3 separate regions of the Rattus norvegicus genome follow, and regions 2 and 3 are each linked to region 1. A link is a contact called in public Hi-C data. All regions are on one chromosome and are shown on one strand. The core of a region is the stretch at or near the end of the contact, and the rest is flanking DNA. Distances in the headings are between cores, read along the strand shown. Region 1 holds the start of Fam131c (family with sequence similarity 131, member C). Region 2 holds the start of Szrd1 (SUZ RNA binding domain containing 1). Region 3 holds the start of LOC120103024 (ciliogenesis and planar polarity effector 2-like).

Evidence for each region. Hi-C and Micro-C count contacts between places; a contact is called where the count stands out from the background.
Region 2: a Hi-C map of kidney shows a contact between it and region 1, with 5 times the contacts expected there. The contact joins the promoter of Szrd1 here to the promoter of Fam131c in region 1. A contact is called at or near these places in 4 of 12 Hi-C or Micro-C datasets (Schwann cells, frontal cortex, kidney and 1 more).
Region 3: a contact with region 1 is called in a Hi-C map of liver, with 3 times the contacts expected there. The contact joins the promoter of LOC120103024 here to the promoter of Fam131c in region 1. A contact is called at or near these places in 10 of 12 Hi-C or Micro-C datasets (the A7r5 cell line, the Rat2 cell line, Schwann cells and 6 more) and 1 of 1 datasets of contacts at active chromatin or transcription factors (oligodendrocytes).

What each region holds. Positions count from the first base shown.
Region 1 is chr5:158,956,004-158,959,131 of GRCr8, reverse strand. It overlaps Fam131c (family with sequence similarity 131, member C), which reads right to left and starts at 1,688. Exons shown (of 7, transcript XM_008764303.3): 1 at 1,476-1,688. The coding sequence starts at 1,497.
Region 2 is chr5:158,724,653-158,727,780 of GRCr8, reverse strand. Szrd1 (SUZ RNA binding domain containing 1) reads left to right here and starts at 1,533. Exons shown (of 4, transcript NM_001114599.2): 1 at 1,533-1,600. The coding sequence starts at 1,550.
Region 3 is chr5:158,796,561-158,799,688 of GRCr8, reverse strand. LOC120103024 (ciliogenesis and planar polarity effector 2-like) reads right to left here and starts at 1,443. Exons shown (of 6, transcript XM_039111335.2): 1 at 1,089-1,443. Cplane2 (ciliogenesis and planar polarity effector complex subunit 2) reads right to left here and starts at 1,186. Exons shown (of 3, transcript NM_001109272.1): 1 at 1,089-1,186; 2 at 680-829; 3 at 238-506. The coding sequence starts at 791. The coding sequence ends at 304.

The DNA of each region.
Region 1 (3,128 bases), core at 439-2,938:
CCAAGGGATGGAGAAGGGACCTGGTCACTAAGGAAACACCCGGACACCTCACACCTCAACTGCCTCCGTGAGCGACTACCCATGAGTCTTTGGGGTTTACCGGGACAGCTCAGACTCTGAGTGGAACTGAAAGACCCTTCATCGCTTTCTCCTGCTCTACTGACACCCAGCCCCCTGACACCCCAGGAGGTAACATGTACTCACCAATCAGCTTGAACCAACTTCATACAGCCTGACCCCGCCCCCTTGCCTTTCCACCCCCACCCCCAGTCACTTCCTTGAATACCACTTTCCACCCCACCTCAGGAACTTGAGAGCAGAACCCCCTCAGAGTCCAGAGAATGGAGAGGGTTGCTTTTCAACAGTCCCCAGACCAAGGTCCCCACGGGGTCTGCCCAGCCCACTCTAAGGCTATGTTATCCTTCTCTACCTAGGTGAATTAGCGGAGTGACCTGTGCAGTAGCTGTCTTCCAAGACCTTGGGGCTGGGGTGAGTAGACTTGACCTCTGTACACTCCCACTCCCAACCCCGCCCCCTGTTCCCACAGCGGGTAAGAGTCCCAGGTGGGACAATGGCCCAACCTCTTTTGGGGGGATTTGTTTTGTTTTTGACATATGCGCTCATATAGCCCAGTTTGGCCCCAGATTCTCTATGCTGTGGATGCTGGCCTTGAACTCTCGATCTTCTGCCTTCTGAGTGCTGGGATTGCAGGCTTGTCTCCCCAACCTCTCCTAAAATATTACTACAAAAGCCTTCCCCTCAGCATTTATGAGAGATCCTATGCCCCCCCATTTACAGACAGTGCTCCCCCCAAGCCCCACAGATGTGGGATAGTCACTCCAGTTTCCTGGAATCACCTTGGAATAACCAAGGTGCCAGGTGAGAGACAAAGGCCCAGGGGTTACTGGGAACATCGGCTGTCCTCTGTCCTCTCCTGTCCCCTGAGCAGGGGTGGGGGTGGGGACGGAGTTAGGGATGAGGGTGGGGAAGAGTGGGGAAGGGCGAGCTTGATAACCTGTTCATCCCTACTGACCCCTTCCTGCCAGGGCCCTTCTGGGGCTAACGATACAGGCACCCCGAGAGGGGAAAGGATCCTGGGCTAGAAAGGCCTGCATCTTGAGGAGAGGGAGTCTGTCTGTCTTGCTGGAGCTCAGTGGCCCATAAGAGGACCAGAAAGAACCGGAAGCCTCCCTCCCCTCTCAGGCACACTGCAGGAGGCGTGTAGCTGCGGGGAAGAAAGCATTGGCACCGGGACCTTGGTTCATGCCACCTGCCGGGTGCCGCGTGGGGCGTGGGATGTGGAGACCTCCGCCCGCTCTGCGTGCTGCTCGCCCCCTCCGGAGCTCTGTCCCCGTGGGGCACCGTGTCCTCTGGGGCGCAGCTGGTCCATGAAGGGCGGACACCCACCCTGGCTTTCCCGAGCTGAGAGCTGGTGCTCCCGCCTCTCGCCGCTTCCCTGGCCGCCCTGTCCTCACCTCGCGACACGCAGGATCCCATCACGGGGTGGCGGGGCCGAGCCACTGCGCCTGGGGTGCGGTGGGCGGTCGCGGGCTCATGTCTCCGCGGGCCGGGGCTGCGCGGCTCGACCTCCGCTCGCTCCTGGGTCGTCGTCCCCGCCGCCGCGTCCGGATCGCCTCGCGCCGCGCCCGCAGCTGCCAAGGCCGGGCGACACCGCGGCGGGCGGGGAACCGCGGAGCGCGGAGGGGGCGGGGCTGGGGTGCGCCCCGCCCCCTCCGTGCCCGTGCACCTGTTGTCGCTAACCAAAGTACCGCAAACCAAACTAACGGGGACTCGGCCCTATAAGGAAGACTTCTAGCTTCAGATCTGAGTAGCGCCTGCTTTCTGAAGCTCAAGGTCAGGGGAGAGGGCTGGGAAGGGGGAATTCAGCAAGGATGAACTGCAGCCTACTGTGCATAATGAGGAAGACCGAGTTTTATTTTATTTTATTTGTGTGTGTGTGTGTGTGTGTGTGTGTGTGAGTGAAAGAGAGAGAGAGAGAGAGAGAGAGAGAGAGAGAGAGAGAGAGAGAGAGAGAATAGGGAAATCAAAAATCAAAGTACACTACTTGGGGGAGTCTATTTTTTCCTTCCACTATGTGAGTTCAGGGGATCAAACTTGGTGGTCAGACTTCCTGGTGACACCCCTGGTGGTCAGGGTTTTTAATAGCCACCTGATCATGGGATGATGTGACCCAGGGCGGGAGTTCTGAGAGAGGACTGCACTAGTGGCCTCCTGGCTGGATAAGAGGTCTCATGCAAGAAGGTAGGCTACCTCCTAGGGATCTTCTAGTGCAAAGAAATCTAGGCAAGCTCCACCTAGAACTTCTGTCATGGAATGGCTGGCACTTGCGTGGCTGTGTGTGTGAGTGTGTGTGTGTGTGTGTGTGTGCACGTGTGATCCTACCCTTACACATATGCACAGTGTGCATTTCCAAGCACTCATTCAGGATCTTGGAGAGAGTGACCAGATGTGCTGTGGCAAACCTTGTCAGGCCCGGAGTACCTTGTGTCTGAGGTAAATGTCACCTCACTCCACCCTTGACATTCCTGTCTCCAGGTAGAGGAGTCATTGGGTCTGTTTACCAGACATGCATCACTAGAGACAGCCCTGGGGGATGACTATGGCTTACAGCTAGGGTCTGAAGATCCTGTGCAGAGCAGAAGCCAAGCCTGGTGGGGACTGCCCAGAGCTGGGGAGCTGAGCTACTGAGTAAAGTCAGAGTAGAGACGGTTCTATGCCGGCCCTGGTGTTGTCAGACCTAGGTGTGAATGGAGATTTAGTTCATACAGACAGTGTTACTTACACACAATTGAATCTGAAAGGAACTCGTGTGGACATCACTGCTCCCTACACAACATAGCACAACAGCATTCACAAGACAGCAGGCGACATGGGTAATCCCAAGATCAGTGACTTACTGCGGGCAGGAGCAGGAGTGAGCTCACTTCTACAATGCCAGTACTTGAGAGGTAGAATCAGGGGGATCAGAAGTTCAAGGTCATTTTTGATTACCTAGTGAGTTCGAGGTCAGCCTGGGCTACCTGGGACCCAGCCTCAAGAAAAAAAAGAAAAAAAAAAAGAAAAGGGGGGTTGGGGATTTAGCTCAGTGGTAGAGCGCTTGCCTAGGA
Region 2 (3,128 bases), core at 284-2,783, 230 kb after region 1:
GAGAGAAGAACTAGTAACATTTTACCCATGTGGTTGCAATTATAATCACTAAGAAAACAAACTGCAAAATGTCACAACAGGAAATCATTCCTTTATTAAGATTAATGGCACCCTAAAACTATGCCCCTACTCTGCAGCATGTTTTAATAGAGCTAACTGTAAGGAACATGTCCCTGACATTAAAACACATGACACTTGCTTCTTGCCTTCTGTGTTTGGGGAAAGGATTGGAGAGGTGAGACAGACAGGCGAGGTACCTCCAGCCCTGTACCCCCAGTCAAAACCCTTAGAATTTTTTTTTCTTTTTTCTTTTTTTCGGATCTGGGGACCGAACCCAGGGCCTTGCGCTTGCTAGGCAAGCGCTCTACCACTGAGCTAAATCCCCAACCCCAACCCTTAGAATTAGGAAGCCTAACTAAAAATTTTAACGCAGTCACAGGGGACACAAAGCAGTGTCGGGTCATTGAAACGCTGTTTGTTCTCAATTTTTGGAGAGTTTTATTTATTTACTTTGAGGCAGGGTCTCACTACGTAGCCTAGGCTAGTTTCGAGCTCACTATGTAGACAAGGCTGGCCTTGCCTAAACTCATGGAAATTCACTTACCTCTGCCTTCCCAGTGCTAGGATTAAAGTCCTTGGCCATGTTTTGTGTATCTGTGTGCCTGTGAACCATATGCATACTTGGTACCTACAGAGGCCAGATGAGGACATTCTGTCCCCCAGAGCTGAAGTTAGCAGAGGGTTGTGAGCTGACCCTGGGTCCTCTGCAAGAGCAGCCAGTGCTCTTAATGGCTGAGCCATCTCTCTAGCTCCTAGAATATTGCTTTATGAGAAAAAAAAAGTGATAATTTTACTCTATCAAATCGAAACAATACAATGTTTTATGTATGAGAGATATTTTTAAACAATATGCTTTTAAAAAAATATTTACTTTACGTATATGAGTACACTGCAGCTGTCCTCAGACACATCAGAAAATGCATCAGATCTCATTACAGATGGTTGTGAGCCACCATGTGGCTGCTGGGAATTGAAGTCAGGACCTCTAGGAAGAGCAGTCTTAACTGCTGAGCCATCTCTCCAGCCCAATTTTTAATCCTTTGTTGAATTATAGAAATGTTTTGAGAATATTATAGAACAAACGCATAACCTGTAACTTAGATAAACTTAGACTCACTTTTTTTCTTTTGAGATTCAAATTTTGAAAAAAAAAAGTTTTTTTCAACCATTGCCTGCCCTAAGAAAGGATGGTTCCAAAGTACACAGTTCCGGAACTGGAGCAGGTAACGTCATTTGAACTCTCTCTCATTCAGTAAACCAGAGAGCGTGTTGACCTCAAAAAAGATGGAGATCTATCTGACTTCCTTGCCCTTTTCCAAGATGGCAGACCAGACTAGTTGCGGGCCTAGTCTGGAGCCTCTTCCGGGCTGAGTGAGGGAGGGGGCGTGGTCCATTGAGGAAAGCCCTGCGTGCCTCCGCCCGCGACCCAGCGCGCTTCAAGGCGCAGGCGCGGGGAGGGGTTGGGGGAGGAGGGAAAGCGGCGAGTAAGATGGAAGATGAGGAGGTCGCTGAGAGCTGGGAGGAGGCGGCAGACAGCGGGGTAAGGAGGAGCTGCCGCCCCGCGGCAGGGCCGGCGGACCTGGCGTGAGGGAAGCCTCCCGGGAGCGGGTCTGGGGATAGTTTTCCCCAAGGAAGGGTCTCCCACACCGGGCGGGAGGTGGAAGAGAGGCCCCCGGTCCCGGAGCGCCGCGAAGGCCTCTTAAAGGGGCCGCGTTCCATTTCTCCCTCCACCTTTGCCGGGTGCCTCTCCGCCCAGCGGTGTGCGCGTCGCTCAAGGCGCCCCACCTTCTACCCCGGGGCAACTCTCTCTAGTCCCCGCGCCCCAGGGACCATTTTAAAGTTCTTGTGCTCTGTCTGGTGAGGGAGGGGTTCGGGCGGCGTGCCTGGCTCGGAGGAAGAGCGGGAGGAGGCCCCGAGACAGCGGGGAGCAAGCAACCATGTGTCCTCTGGGACCACTGGGCGCTGGGCCGAAATCCCCCGCCACTGTGCGCCTTCCGCCCCAGTGAGCGAGCCTGGGTTTTCTCTTCCTTTCCCTTTTCCTCTTTCAGTTTTACTCCGAGTCTCCCGGGGATCTCAGCGGAGCTCCCCTAAACTCTGCAAGCATCCGCTCTTCCCCGGGACCCACCCAGAGATCTGCGCAGTGGGGCGGATCTCGGACTACGTTCGTCTGGGTGGAGGGGAGGGAAGGGAAGAAGGGTGTGATTTGTAAGATAGCCTCATGCCTGCTAGGAGAAGGGGAGATTACCGATCGGTATGATTTGGGAGTTTTTGCTTGCCTCCAAAAGTTATAGGAAATGAAAAATATTTTCCTAAGTAGGAACCTTGTCTCTTAGGTTCGTGTTTATCGTGGTAATTTCAGAGTTTGAAGTTCGACGCTAACCCTCGTGGAGACGGAAATGTCTCTTTGGTGACCATGTGTCCGCGCCTGGGCTGGGCTGGGCTCCGGTGACATTCACCTCAAAAGCTTATGCGTGGGGAGTCACATATACAAGGATAGAGGAGGAGCTGGGTCTGTCTGCCCCTAACGCTTCTGACCAGCATAGCAGTGCTGTATCTTCACAGGAATGTTGAAACTTGGTCTCGAAGTTTTTTCCGCTAGTTCAGCATTTCTCGAAAGATTGGTGATGTTCTCCCACTTAGCATTAACGAGCATTTGAAGGAATACATTCCCCTTGAATCAAGAAAGAGTTTCTTTTGGCTTTTGGTATTTTTGAGACAAGGTCTCTATGTAGCCGTGGCTGTCCTGGAAATCAGGAAACCAGGCTGGTCTCAAAATCCAAAGATCTGACTGTCTTAGCCTCTGGCGTGCTGAAATTAAAGGCATGCGCCATCACACTCAGCAGCAAATAAGATTTTTAGGGAGTGACAAGTGTCATTTAGGTATTTATTCATCCCACCAATGTTTTCGAGTGTGTGCTGCCTGTTAGGAAATGTGTGCAATAGTGACTTATGCCAGAAAATGCACAATTTCCGGTACAGGCATTTATGGCTTGCCACTAGGAGGGAGGATTGTCACCCAGACACCCCTCTTGTCACCTCCTGCATTAAAAAAAATAGAAAAGATAAAA
Region 3 (3,128 bases), core at 194-2,693, 160 kb after region 1:
GGCTCAGTGGTTAAGAGCACTGACTGGTCTTCTAGAGGTCCTGAGTTCAATTCCCAGAACCCAGATGGTGGCTCACAACCTTCTATGGGATCTGATGCCCTCTTCTGGTTTACAGATATATATGCAGACGAAACATTGATATGCACAAAATAAATAAATCTTAAAAAAAAAAAAAAAAAAGAAAAACCAAAAATAAAAAAGAAAGAACGAGGGAAAGTAGAGAGAAAAAAGTTGAATAATGGAGTATGCCTTTAATCCCAGCATTTAGAAGATAAAGGCCAGGTGGATCTTTTGAGTTTGAGACTAGCCTGGTCTACATAACAAGTACTGGATACACAATAACGAGTACTGGATACATAGCGAAACCCTGTTGCAAGGTTGCTGTGCAAAGTGCCCAGCAGAGGGCATGACCCTAAGTGAGGACTCAGTCAACAGCATCTCTGGTGACAGTTGCTGTTGGCAGGGATGGGCTGTTTCCATGTTCCTGGCTCTGTTGGCAGAATTAGCTGTAAGGAAATTTGGGAAAGGTGGCCTGAGACTAAAGGTTATAGGTGCGGCACCTAGGAAACTTCAATGGTGAGAAGTGCTGTGGGGCAGGTCCCACAGATCTGTTTCTGCCGCCCCAGGAAGTGTCAAGAGCACACCGGTGGCACGCGATGAGGTGGGGGTCGGTGCTTACCAAACTCACGCCGGCGATTCTTGCGCAGGATGCAGGCTAAGTACTCCTTGCCCTCGACCGTCTCATGCCAGTCTGGGACAATCACCGAACCGTGCATGGGAAGTCTGGCCATGGTTGAGCAAGTTAGCAAGGTAAGGGTGTGTCCGAATACTGGGAGTAGGAGTGGAGAGAGGGGCAACCATTATCCCAAGGCGACCCCCGTGACCTTAATCTCTCTCTGGTTTTCTTTTGGAACCTGGATCCCCCTCCGGAAGGTGAATTTCCATAGCTCTGTTCTTCCTCATTGCTCTCTGGGGAACTAGCCCATCCTTGTCCTGGGAAGGTATTTCCACAAGCTCCCTCTGCCTTATCTCCTTCTGAGGCCCGCTTCGCCTCTACTCCCTCAATTCCGATTCCCGGGACCACCAACCTTCACAGTCCCCGCTAGCAGGGTGACGATCTTTTAAAAGCCCGCCCTTCTTCTGCCCTGCCTGCAGAGCCTGCTTCCGCCAGGCCTAGACGCTGTCCACGAAGCGCATGTGCAGGAATGTTGCCATGGCGACGCAGGCGGAGGAGGGGCTCCTGAATTTAGGCCGGTTTTTTGGGGGTTTTGCAAGGTCTGCAGCTCCTCCCAGGATCTTACTCGGCTTTACCACTGTGAGCTCATATTTTCCTGTCAAACATGATCATCTCCTCAAGGAAAGAGGCTTCCTCAGTTTTCTGCGCCTCTGTTTCCTTTTCTACAAAGTGGACATTATTTCCTTTCTTTTTTCCTTTCCCTTTCTGTCCTTTCCCCTTGCCCCGCCCCCTTTCCTTCCCCCTCCCCCTCCCCTCCTCCTCCTTTCGAGACAGAGTTTCTCTATGTAATAGCCTTGATGGTCCTGAAACTCACTCTGTAGATCAGGCTATCCCTGAATTCACAAAGATTCCCCTGCCTCTGCCTCTCGTAGTGCTGGGATTAAAGGCGTGTGCCACTGTATCTGGTCTTTTATTTATTTATCCACCCTCACAGGGTTCTTTACCACAGTACTGGGCAGCACAGCTCAGCGGGTTTAGTTATTATGCGCCTGTCATCAACACTACAGCCTCATCGATCCTGCTCAGCAGGTCCAGAGTCAGAGACCTCTGGATTGAGGTATCAAGGGACTCTGTATGAGGTCTGAATAAAGAGCCATTTGTCTACTAATAGATTTGTTCATTCCTGTCATTCAACAAGGACCAAGCCCCACGGTGTACCCAGCGTCTGGTTGGTGCTGGGGAGGCAAGGGTGAGCTGGAAGTCCTACCCTGGGACTGGATGCTCCAGCCCGGACCTGTGCAACCCCGAAGATGGCAGTAAATGCATGTGAGCTGGACAAGATGAGCGAGTGTCTGAGGCACTCTGGGAGGTGTCTGTTATCTTCACCAGCATCTTGAACAGTATCTTCCAGGAGAGCCAGCCACTGTTTTGTAAGGCATGAGTTAAGTAGGCTCTGTGAGGGCCGCTTGCCCTGGAGTCTGAACATTTATCTCTATAATACGCAGTTTTATGTCTTTGCTACTACAGACGAAGAAGCCGGAATCCAGCTAGTCGGTGGAAAAACAGACTCAGAAGCCTGGGTTACCTGACACGTTATCTACCCAGCCAGATTGGGTTCTGGGTTTTCAACACCTCACCCTCGGCACCTAGGAGATGCCAGTGAAGCCAATAGCACCCGGGGTGGGGGGCAGGGAGGGCACAAACCCACAAGAGGCAGACAGAGGTGGGGAAGGGAGGAGCCGTGCAAGAGAGGGTGCTTCACTCACTGGCTTACAGGGTAGCAAGGCAGAAGTACAAGAGGAAGTCATTCCTACAGGACTCTGTGGCCAGAGAGAACCCATTGCGCATGCTCCTGGGTTGAGGTCCCTTCTGTAGTGCTAGGGAACTATCTGCCCAGTCAGGATTGTCCATAGATATTCACAGCTCTCCCCACAGGCCGGGAACGCTTAGATCTGAATTGTCTTTGGGCTTCTAGGCTTCACATTCAGCCTTGCCCAGGTCTGGCTAGTGGGGGACAAGAGTCCGCACATTTAACACATGTATTAGAATGCTGATAGCACCATAAACTGGGGGCTCATACGACAGAGAAGTATTTCCGTGCAGCTGAGGCTGAACAGCCAACGTCGATGTGGGGTCCTTCCCTTTTCTGGAGACAAGCTCTCACTATGTACTCCAGATCAGCCTGGTAAACTCCTGATCCTCTTGGGTGCTGGAATTCCAAGTGTAGACCTCCATGGTGGCTTTTGCTGCTCGCCCACCCTCTTTCTTGTTTCAGTCAAACGTACCGACCTGCTATCATGACAACCCTCCAGCAACTGGATAGCTAGTGGATCTCCTGACTGTGGGGGAAAGGAGGTGCAGAGCAGAGAGTATCAGAGAAAAAGGCTCTGAAAGAGGCCGGTGAGGTGACTTAGCTCACCGGACGGTGGGTGTAGGATGTGAGTGGTCTGGC